2 separate regions of the Bos taurus genome follow, and region 1 is linked to region 2. The links are chromatin contacts, called in public Hi-C maps. All regions are on one chromosome and are shown on one strand. The core of a region is the stretch at or near the end of the contact, and the rest is flanking DNA. Distances in the headings are between cores, read along the strand shown. Region 1 has its middle 310 kb from the start of TRNAW-CCA. Region 2 overlaps SOX6 (SRY-box transcription factor 6).

Evidence for each region. A called contact is a pair of places that touch in the nucleus more often than the background predicts.
Region 1: a Hi-C map of liver shows a contact between it and region 2, with 2.7 times the contacts expected there. The contact joins two enhancer-like sites. A contact is called at or near these places in 2 of 11 Hi-C or Micro-C datasets (liver and skeletal muscle).

Annotation. Positions count from the first base shown.
Region 1 is chr15:36,601,253-36,606,280 of ARS-UCD2.0, reverse strand. No RefSeq gene overlaps it. Among named protein-coding and RNA genes, the nearest start is that of TRNAW-CCA, 310 kb to the left of the region's middle. Within about 2 kb of position 1,265, at least 6 of the 102 cell types and tissues checked have an H3K27ac peak or open chromatin away from gene starts, as enhancers often do. A contact at or near this core is called in liver, where this site is marked.
Region 2 is chr15:36,538,107-36,543,068 of ARS-UCD2.0, reverse strand. SOX6 (SRY-box transcription factor 6) reads right to left here. Exons shown (of 16, transcript NM_001191418.1): 16 at 768-1,350. The coding sequence ends at 1,047. Among named protein-coding and RNA genes, the nearest start is that of TRNAC-ACA, 270 kb to the right of the region's middle. Within about 2 kb of position 1,483, at least 8 of the 102 cell types and tissues checked have an H3K27ac peak or open chromatin away from gene starts, as enhancers often do. A contact at or near this core is called in liver, where this site is marked.

The DNA of each region.
Region 1 (5,028 bases), core at 16-2,515, 63 kb before region 2:
ATATTTATATATGTAGATTTAAAAAACCTTTTAATAATGGTTATCTCTACGTTCCGTATAAGAAGACTCTCCAGTTTCTAGCATACAGATTTATATATGTGTGTATATATATATATATATATATATATATATATATGACTTTATATATATATATGACATTTATATATATATGACTTTTTATAAAGTGTGCATTACTTTTACAATAGAAAAACAACAAGGACATTCCTATTCTGAAATTTAAAATACACTACTACATTGTCTTAAAAAACAACACATTAGTTTGTGTGGTGGAACAGTGAAATAACTGAGGGGAAAGATTATGTCACCGGGGGGTTCTGGAGGGGTGTGTGTTCTGATGTGTTCAGTTCCATGCCAGGTCCCCAGACATGTCCCATGCCATACCCCCATTCTCCCAACCCCAGCCATGCCACCAGACCCAGAGCAACTCATGCTAAGCCAGAACACCAACTCTCCTTATGTGAGCCAGTGAGGGAAGGGTCCACCCTGGACACAGGGCACTGTAGAGGGGTCAAAGGCAAGCTAACAGGGTGCATAGCCCTTCTCCATGGAAGATCAGATTAAGCTATCCTCGGGAGAGATGAATGTTCACCCAGGCCAGGTACGTGTGCTGTAGGTGCCATCTGGGGAGGGAGCCAGCTGCAGCTCAGCTACTCCGGGGGCACATCAGACAGACCCTGTGGCCATCCCTGAGCTGCCGGATGGGAGCTGGGGCCAAACGTCTTCCCCAGGGACAGGAGCAGTTTCCGGGGTAAAGAGGCAGGGACACCACCCAACTGCAGGTTCTGGCAGAGGAGCTGTGTGAAAACGAGGGAGAGCCGAAGCGTCTGTGGATCCCAGGCTTACTGTCCCCGCGCTTGGGAAGGAAAAAAAGGAAAGAGACAAGAAAGAAAAACCCTCCATTCTACTCTTTTGAGCTGGGCTCCGCACATCTCTGCAGTAGTCATTTGCCACCTTTGAACACATCTATGTGTTGGTGGAATTCCCCACTCCAAGTCCAGGTCAGAGACCACCTTCATATGGAAGCCAGATCCTCCCCACCCCACCTCCACTTTCCCATCCTCCTTGCAGCCAGAGTTCAAGCCCGTGACCTCACTCTGTTGACCGGACTCACCCACAGCAAACTTTGAACCTTTGAATCGAAAGAAAATGATGCAACAAAGCAGATGCTGCCTGGAGCCCATTCCAGCTAGGGTGCAACAGCCACCGCACCCAGCTTCTAGGGGAGCTGGGCGGAGGTTCTGGGACATTACGGGCGCTGGCGGTGACACAGTGCCGGCGGCAGAGGCAGCACCCTGAAGTGACCAGACCAGTTGGTTCTGAGAAGCCATCTGGGTGTTGTTCCTGCCTTGGGGGGGGCGGCCCTCCAGGTTAGGAGCTCTGGCCCAGATTCTGCAAATTTCCCAACACGCTTTAAGACATCTCCATTTTACCCAAATATAAGCCAGAGTCGGTGCCTGTGTTTGCAAGATGGAAGCCAGGCCTGACTCGGAAGCCTGTGTGTTATTTCACTCTGAACCTGTTTGCAGGGAAGGAACGGAGACGCAGATGTAGAGAGTGGACTTGTGGACATAGCGGGGGAAGGAGAGGCTGGGACAGATTGAAGAGTAGCATTGACATGTATACACGACCATGTGTAAATAGATAGCCAGTGGGAAGCTGCTGCATAACCCAGGGAGCCCAACCCGGTGCTCTGTGACAACCTACAGGGGTGGGATGCAGGGAGGGGAGGGAGGCTCAAGAGAGACAGGGATATACATGTAATTATGATCGATTCACGTTGTTGTACGGCAGAAACCAACACAACATTGTAAAGCAATTTGAAAGTGAAAGTCACTCAGTTGTGTCTGACTCTTTGCGACCCCATGGACTGCACAGTCCATGGAATTCTCTAGGCCAGAATACTGGAGTGGGTAGCCTTTTCCTTCTCCAGGGGATCTTCCCAACCCAGGGACTGAACCCAGGTCTCCTGCATTGCAGGTGGATTCTTTACCAGATGAGCCACAAGGGAAGCCTGTAGACCAATTTACCTCCAATTAAAAAAAAAAAGTCTATGTGTGTGTGGTCCGAGGAGGGACAGGAAGGCAGGAGTTTCTCAAAAAGGGACAGTAACTTCTCTGAGCCGCTGTGGACCATGTCACCCCACACAGACCTTGTGATGCTGATTATCAGCATTAGCAGAGTAGACATCTCTCCCCACCCCCACCCCACCCCCTCCACAAGAAACAATAAATTTCCAAGTTGCATCTGCAGGATGACTCAGAAGCCCCAGTTTCCACAGGTACAGAGGAAGCCAACACCCACTTCCCCACAGAGCCTTTCACAGGTCTGAGGGTCTCTCAGTGCTGCCTGCCTTGTCCCACAGTCCCCAGGGGGCGCACTCAGAGTGAACCCCTAAGACCAGCTCCTGAACCCCAGGCACAGGAGTCCCAGAGCGCTCAGTGCGGATGGGGTCCCTGCAGCTAGGCAAGACAAGATGGCTGGCCATCATGGGGTGGCAGAGAGGAGAGTCCTGACACCCCAGGGCTATGGGAAGTAGGCACTAGCTGGGAGGCAGTATGAAAAGACTTTTCTATAATCAGAGTGCTCTGGCCTGCCAAAGCTTCTCGTCTTGCAGCATCCACATCTCTGCGTCCCTCCCCAGATGTCAGAGTCTGAGACACTCACTGCCTCCTTTGGCCAGAACCCCTACTCCCCACACACACCCCTTCCCTTAACGCCTTCTCCTGATAGAATGTCCACATGTGAGTGTCTGTTTCAAGGGGGCTAATGGACAAATGACACACACACACACATGTGTCTGCGCATGTGTATGAGTGAGCCCACCCATGCTGGAGAAGTACAAGCCCTATCTCTCTGGAGGCTGCCCGGGCCCTGAGATGCTATCAGCAGCTCCTCACTCTTGCTCCACTGAAGCCAACGTAAATAGAGCCACAGAGCCGCCCCCAGGCTGGGCCGCCCTAGAAGGCCCACGCCTCCTTCCCACCTTCTTGGGCAGCTACCCATGGAGCCAAGAGCCAGGTATCAGGCTTCAGTTGGCTGGACTCCCGGCAGCTCCTGCTGGTCTGTGCTGGGCCTGCAGCCCAGCCTGCCCACAGGCGCTGGCCACCACCCGGGCCGTGGGGCCGCAGCACTCAGCCCATTAGCGCCCACCAGCCAGCCTCCACTCTGGCCCCTGGGTGGGGCCTGGCTTAGCAGAGAAGCAGGGCACATGGACAGGGGTGGCCCGATTCACCGCGCTCCCCAAGACCTCCAAATCTGCCCCAGGACCCTTTCCATGAGGCAATGGGAAACCTGAGCGCTCAGGCCAGAAACAGAACGTTTTGAACAATTTGAGGGGAAAAAATTATTCAGACCAATTTCATGACATCTGAGAGCTCCAGGGGAAAAACGCAGCCACCTCTTCAGGCACTATTGTGTGTTCATGCCAAACCCCAAACAGCTTGGACTGAAGCAGCACAAAAGCTGTGAATCTTCATGTCCCTCCAGCAGGGAACTCGGCTGACACCCGGGCCTCTGGTCCTCTGGGCTCATCCCCTCCTCCATGACCCCGCTTTTCTGGACGCCCATGGCACGCGGTTGATGCTCCTGGTCCCACCCACTGGCTGGAACCATCTTCTTGGCCTTTAGAACTCAGCTCAGACATGCTTCCTCCTCAGAGCTCTCCTGGCCCTTCAAGACAGTGAGGCCGGACTACCCACCAAACCCCAGGGGCCTGAGGTCTACCTGGCTTGAAGCCCCTTCCAAGTACTGGGCTCCTCCGAACAGTGAGTCTCAAATAGATCACCCTATTTAAAGGGCACAACCACCTTACCAGTGGGTGTCATCATTCAAGTCTCGAGTGGGGCCACTGAGCCTCAGAGTTGAAATCGCTCAAAGTTGCAGTGGAGCTGGGGTTTAGAACTGGGCAGTGTGGAGCCAGAGGCTTTGCGCAAACCATTTCACACCATCTCTCCAGCAGCTGCTCAGAGAAAGGAGGGGCTGGCTCTGCTGGGGGAGAGAGAAGAGTCAGGAAGGGGTGAGTGGAAACTTCCAGAGGGGTGCCAGCTATCAAAAGATGCATAGACATTCACCAGGTAAATACAGCAGGGAAGAGCCACCCCTGTGAAAAGCCCAGCAGGTACTAAGGCCTAGAAAAGAGAAATGTCAGAGGGTGGTGGTTCTGGGTTCCTGTAAGTCAGGGGTAAGGAGGAGGAAGAGGTTGCAGAGTTAAGCCAGACCCCAGACCCACCATCCCCTATACACACACACACACACACACCACCCAGCCCAGGGGCTCACACTGGTCCTCCAGGTCAGGAAGTACCGCAGCGGTGATACAGGAGGGAGGTGCAGTAGTGCTAGGATCTGACTGGAGACCCACCCCTCAGGGACCCACGTGAAGCCGCAGCAGGGTCCTTTGCAGCCATCACAGGGCCACGTGAGCAGCATTAAATGTCTGAGTGGACGCAAAGGACACCTCTAGGATGCGCTTATGAGGCATGCTTTTATTTAAAATATATTGTTCATTCCTGTGATATTTGATCATATTCAATTGGAAGACAGTTGTTTGGTTTTGTTTTAATTTTTTTCCATTTAAAAATGGTTGAAAGTGAAAGTTGGTCACTCAGTTGTGTCCGACGCTTTGTGACCCCATGGACTGTATCCTGCTAGGCTCCTCTGTCTATGGAATTCTCTGGGCCAAGAATACTGGAGGGGGCTGCCATATCCTTCTCCAAGGGATCTTCCTGACCCAGGGATTGAACCTGGGTCTCCTGCATTGCAAGCAGAGTCTTTACCATTTGAGCTACCAGGGAAGCACTTAAAAATGGTTATGCATGCTTTTAACCAAAAATTTAAAAAAAAATTTTTTTTTTAAATGAGAAATGCAATAAATGTGGTCCTTCCTGAGCTTTTCTATTTTCATAAACATGCATACAGCTGTACCCATGTATAGGACTTCTTTCTCAAGAGACACATATTTGTCTGCACCCTGCTCTTTTTCTCACATAGTAATACATAGTCAAGGCT
Region 2 (4,962 bases), core at 234-2,733:
TTTGGGGAAGGAGGGTGAGAAAAAAGAATTATTAAATTAATGCCACCAACGATTTTTTTTTTAAATAAATAGTAAGTGGACCCTTGACATTCTGGAATGAATAAATTATTTAAGAGAAAAATGTGTTAAGACTGAATGTCAGGGTTAAAGGCAAAGGGATAATGGATGTAGTGAGAGGTGGTCTCAGGCAGAGAAGACCACCGTGTCGGTATCTGGTGTGGTGACCGCTCCAGTGTGTGCACGTCATACCACGTCACACTGAGGGCACGTCAAGAGGCAAACACGACTGGGTCCATGCACTGCGGCAACCTTGTTCATGCCTTACAATATCTCGTCTCCAGATTCCTGAGTACTTTACCATTGTCTGGAAAAAAAATATGTGTGGTTTGCTATTTTATTTTAAGATGCCAAAGATTGTCTAAGACTTTGCAGTGTCTCCTTTAAGACTTTTAAAATATTAAGATTCAAAAGTTATGAAAAAGTTTGGCACATTCAAAGTTTAACTCTCCACGTGGAAAAATGGAATTCCGAGGCCTTTTGAATATGCTCTGCATGCAGCTGCACACGCCGTGGACTTGTTCTGTTTCACAATATGAAATTCTCAGTTGTTTTCTAAAATAATTCAGAATAAAAACACATTCACAACCTGTAGGCCGGCACAGCATACCTGAGTGAGAATGTTTAACCCCATCTAAAACAGTAACTTAAACCTTTATCAACATCCAAAAGAAAAAAGTAAGACAAAAATATAAGACTTGTAAGACAGCTATGGGTTGAGATAAGTTTTCAAGTCCTGGTGTCTCATATTTAATATGTCTTCACCTAAATTAAAAAACAACAACAACAATAACAATAACGACAAAAAAACTCAAGTTCATGAAAAATCAGGGAAAACTTAATCTGTCTCACGCTTTACGAAACAATTAAGACCATTCTGCTGATGTAATTGTGGAGCCACAAATGCATGCGGGCTCTTTAAGAATTTTTTTTGTTGGGGGAGGGGAGGTGAAATGTCAGAGTATTTTAATTCAGCAAACAAACACTTCTCAGTTGGCACTGACAGCTTCCGGGGCTTCATTTTCACTGCTATAGTCTGATTTGGGGTCGTCTTCATAGTCATCATACATTTCCATTTCATCCTCTCCATTAATCATTTCATTTCCAGCTAGGCTTCCGCCGTCTGTCTTCATACCATAAGAGCTCTGGATGACCGGGAGGCTGGGCTCTGGGCTGGCCGAGGTGCTAGAGCAGTCAGATGTCATCTGAGGTGACGGTGTGGTAGTTGCCATAGTAATAGCACCAGGATACACAACACCTGTTCCTGTGGTGATTGGAATCTGAGGCTGCTGCCTGTATAGATTCGAAAACAATAAAATAAAACAGAGGGAAATATCTATATACACATGTTCTTCTGGGTGGCTTTGGAATTCATCCCTCACACAGTCTCAGAGGGGAGTCTGTTTGAAATTCTAAGCAAATGATGAAATAGGACAAAGGTGTGTCCTGGAGGAGTTCTGCAAACCTCACTGATGATGTGGTTGAGGTTAAGCAATACAATGGAGCAACTTATTGATGGTTTTGCAACATGGAAGCAAAGCTTTGATAACCCTTGGCATTTGGAACAAATACTGTAGCTAACTCCACAAAGTTACTTGTGAGATCATTTTTTTAGGGTCTCCTAGAACATTACAAAAAAAAAAAAAAGGCTGGTAACATGAGACATACTTTAATGACACTGTTAAGCAGGTTTATGTCTTCACCTTGGTTTGAGAGCTGTATAAAGAAAGAATCAAGATGAGGAAGGATCCTATACATCCCAGAGTCAGATTCAGTAAAGCATGTATTTGGTATTCATGTAAATGTCTACTTATTTCTGTGGTTAAACCTGTAGGGAAGCTCGTTGAAACTTCTATTTCCTAATTATGGAAGGATCATCTTGGGTGTCATTACTCCTGTGGCCCTGGGCTGGAGCCAGGGTTGAAGGAGTCAGGAGTGAAGAACATTGAGAGCTTTGCTACTTAACAGAACAACACAGGTTGCCTCATCCTACATCCTAGTGGGTGCCAAGGCTTGGTCACACCAGATCAGTCTGTCATCATGTCACTCTAGTTCAAATAAACTTACCAGAGCCTTTACAAAGGTCAGTCTCTCCCTCTGCAGGGAGACATGGCTATCTGTCTCTCATTTCCCTTGAGGCATTGTAACTTGAAATATTGAAAGAATGAAAGACCTACTACCTAGCTCGAAGAATAGGACTGAAACAATATTCATTCATAGATGCAAAATTCACCAAGTGTTTCTCAATCTTTAGGGACATTAATATAAATTCACTTCAAACTGCCCTTGTAACTCTTTTCTGAGCCTCAGTTTCCATCCATTTACAAAAGCTGGGATCAGTGAAGTCCTGGAAGGTCCTTCCACCTTTTAATACTTGACTTCAGGTCAGTCGATCACTTGAACAATTCTTATTGAATGTTGAATAAGAATTCAACGTTCAATGAGAACGTTGAATTGTAGACTGAACGTTTGTTTCAATCCTACATTGAAACTTTCTATCCACCTCAATCTAAGAGGAAAATACTCTGAATTTGTGAATAATTAACTAAGTTACCAGCTATTTTTTGAACGTCCTGAAGGAGTATAATTTCTCAAGGGTTGTATGCTTTCCAGCCTGGTAGAAGGAGAAATGACAGAAATGGCCTAAAATCACACTGTGGCGTATCCGATAGTGCTATCTTTAACAACCTCTGTCAAACACTATGAGGCATAATATTGATGCCTTAACCTTTAACTAACATAAAATATTTTCATATAGATTATCTCATCCAGTTAAAATTGTAACTCCATGAGGTATTATTATGCCCAGTTTTCAGATGAAGAAAACGAGACCTTGCTTAAGATCCTATATTTAGTAATCAGCACTGCTGAGATTTGAAGCTAGATCACCTGACTTGAATTCCATCATTCTTTCCTCTAAAGATATTCAGTATACAGACACATTCTGCTTACTATATTCCATAAAAATTCCTGAGCTTGCAGAGCCTGTAGGCATCCAGTTGATACTAAGCCCCCGACATTGATCCATTTTCTATGTTGCTGGCAGTGATATTTTGACTGTACCAAAGAAGAGGATAGAGAAATCTAAATCCATGTGTAGAAACATCTGATAAAATACTGGCTTCCCTTTCATAGAACCAAATTCTAACAACAGTATACTTCTTGCTTCCTAAGTTTGGGGCGAACTGACACAATTAAATTTTATGCTAACCTACCCAAAGCAATAAATGCCTCATTGATTTTTTTTTTTAAACTGAGTTTGGATAATTGCAATAAAAAATATTTTTGCCTTAATCACATAATGAGTGTAGAGTGAAAACTTTTACTGCAATATTAACCCATTTTACAGATTTCCCAATTTGGTAAATGAATCTATATTTGTTTGCTCTTAGTGTTCCATTACCAAAATATAGAACTAGTTTGTTTCATTTGCAAACTATCAAATGGTACATTTTCTTTTCATGAAGGACATTTTCTTTTTGCAAAGAATAGGTGGTCATTTTTTTGCAGTATTTTAAAATCAAAATATCTATATAGCTATTAAATAAATTTGAATTGACCTCTTATTATGTGCTATGGATAATGCTTAGATGTTTTTACATTATCTTCTTTAATCCTCACAATAAGCCTGAGAGAGAAATATCACTTCCCCTATTTTACAAATGAAGTAACCAATTAAGTTCCAAAGATTTTTTGTTGTTGTCCAAAGTGACACAGGTACCATATCCAGGAGTTGAATTCTTTCTTATTTCACAAATTCTCTACTAGATATCAAGATTAGGGTGAGAAAGGTAAGCTCAGACTATCAGGAAAATACTTAATCTGAATCAGAATCCAACTCTTCTACACTGAGTTGCACATATTTAAAAGTATTTGGACATTAACTTGGTGATGGAACACTGAGAACGAACAAACAAAACATCTTTCTGAAAGTGAGACAGGAGATATTCAGAAGCCTGCTACTAGGTGGTAGAGGGATAGTAGATGGCGTCACCCACTGCCTACAACCCCGATCGACTTCCTGTCTGGTCAATTCCCCTTCATTCCTTGACGATGGAAATGCATATAAAACTTCTTATCTGATTTGTATGTTAAAAAAACCATCTCAACCTTAAAGGTGCAATACTGAACTGCTGATCATTCTCCCATATACCTGCTCCTCTCATAGCCTTTCAGATCTTGGCTAATGAGTACTTCATCTTCTGACTGCGGGGGCAAATCCTAAATCCCTATATCCAATCCATCAGCAACTCCTATTGGTTTGCTCTCAGGAATATATAATATTCAGAATCCCTCCACTTTTGCCGCCTCTAGCTCTACAAACCTGGTTTAAGCCACCATCAACTCTAATTTGTTTTATTGTAAGAGTCTGCTTCCTTAGTTCAGGGCACATTCCCTTCTGACAACATGTCAACCCTGTAGATAGAGTGATCTTTTTAAAACCTAAGTCATATCACAATACTCTTTTGCTTATAACTCTTCAATGTCTATCAATCTCACCCAGAATAAAATTCAAAGTCTTGACAATGGCCAACAAGTCCTTTCAGAATTTGGCTCCCTACTATCTCTGACACTTAGTACTCATCCCACCTATTCATTATGCTCCTATTGCTCTGACCCCATTATTTCTTGAACAAGCCAGACTCAATCTCACCTCAAGATCTTTGCAGTTGCTGTACACTCTGCCTAGCTCTCCCAGATATCTGCATGGCTGGCTCCCTCACCTCCTCATGTCTTTGCTCAAGTTTATCTTCTCAGTGAGGTATCTATATCCACTCATTTTAAAATTGCACTCCATCCTCTAAAACTCCCTACTCCTTTCCCTCATTTACTTTGTTCTAAGGTACTTACTACTATTTGATATTTATTTATTCATTCATTCACTCATTAATTGTCCGATGTCCC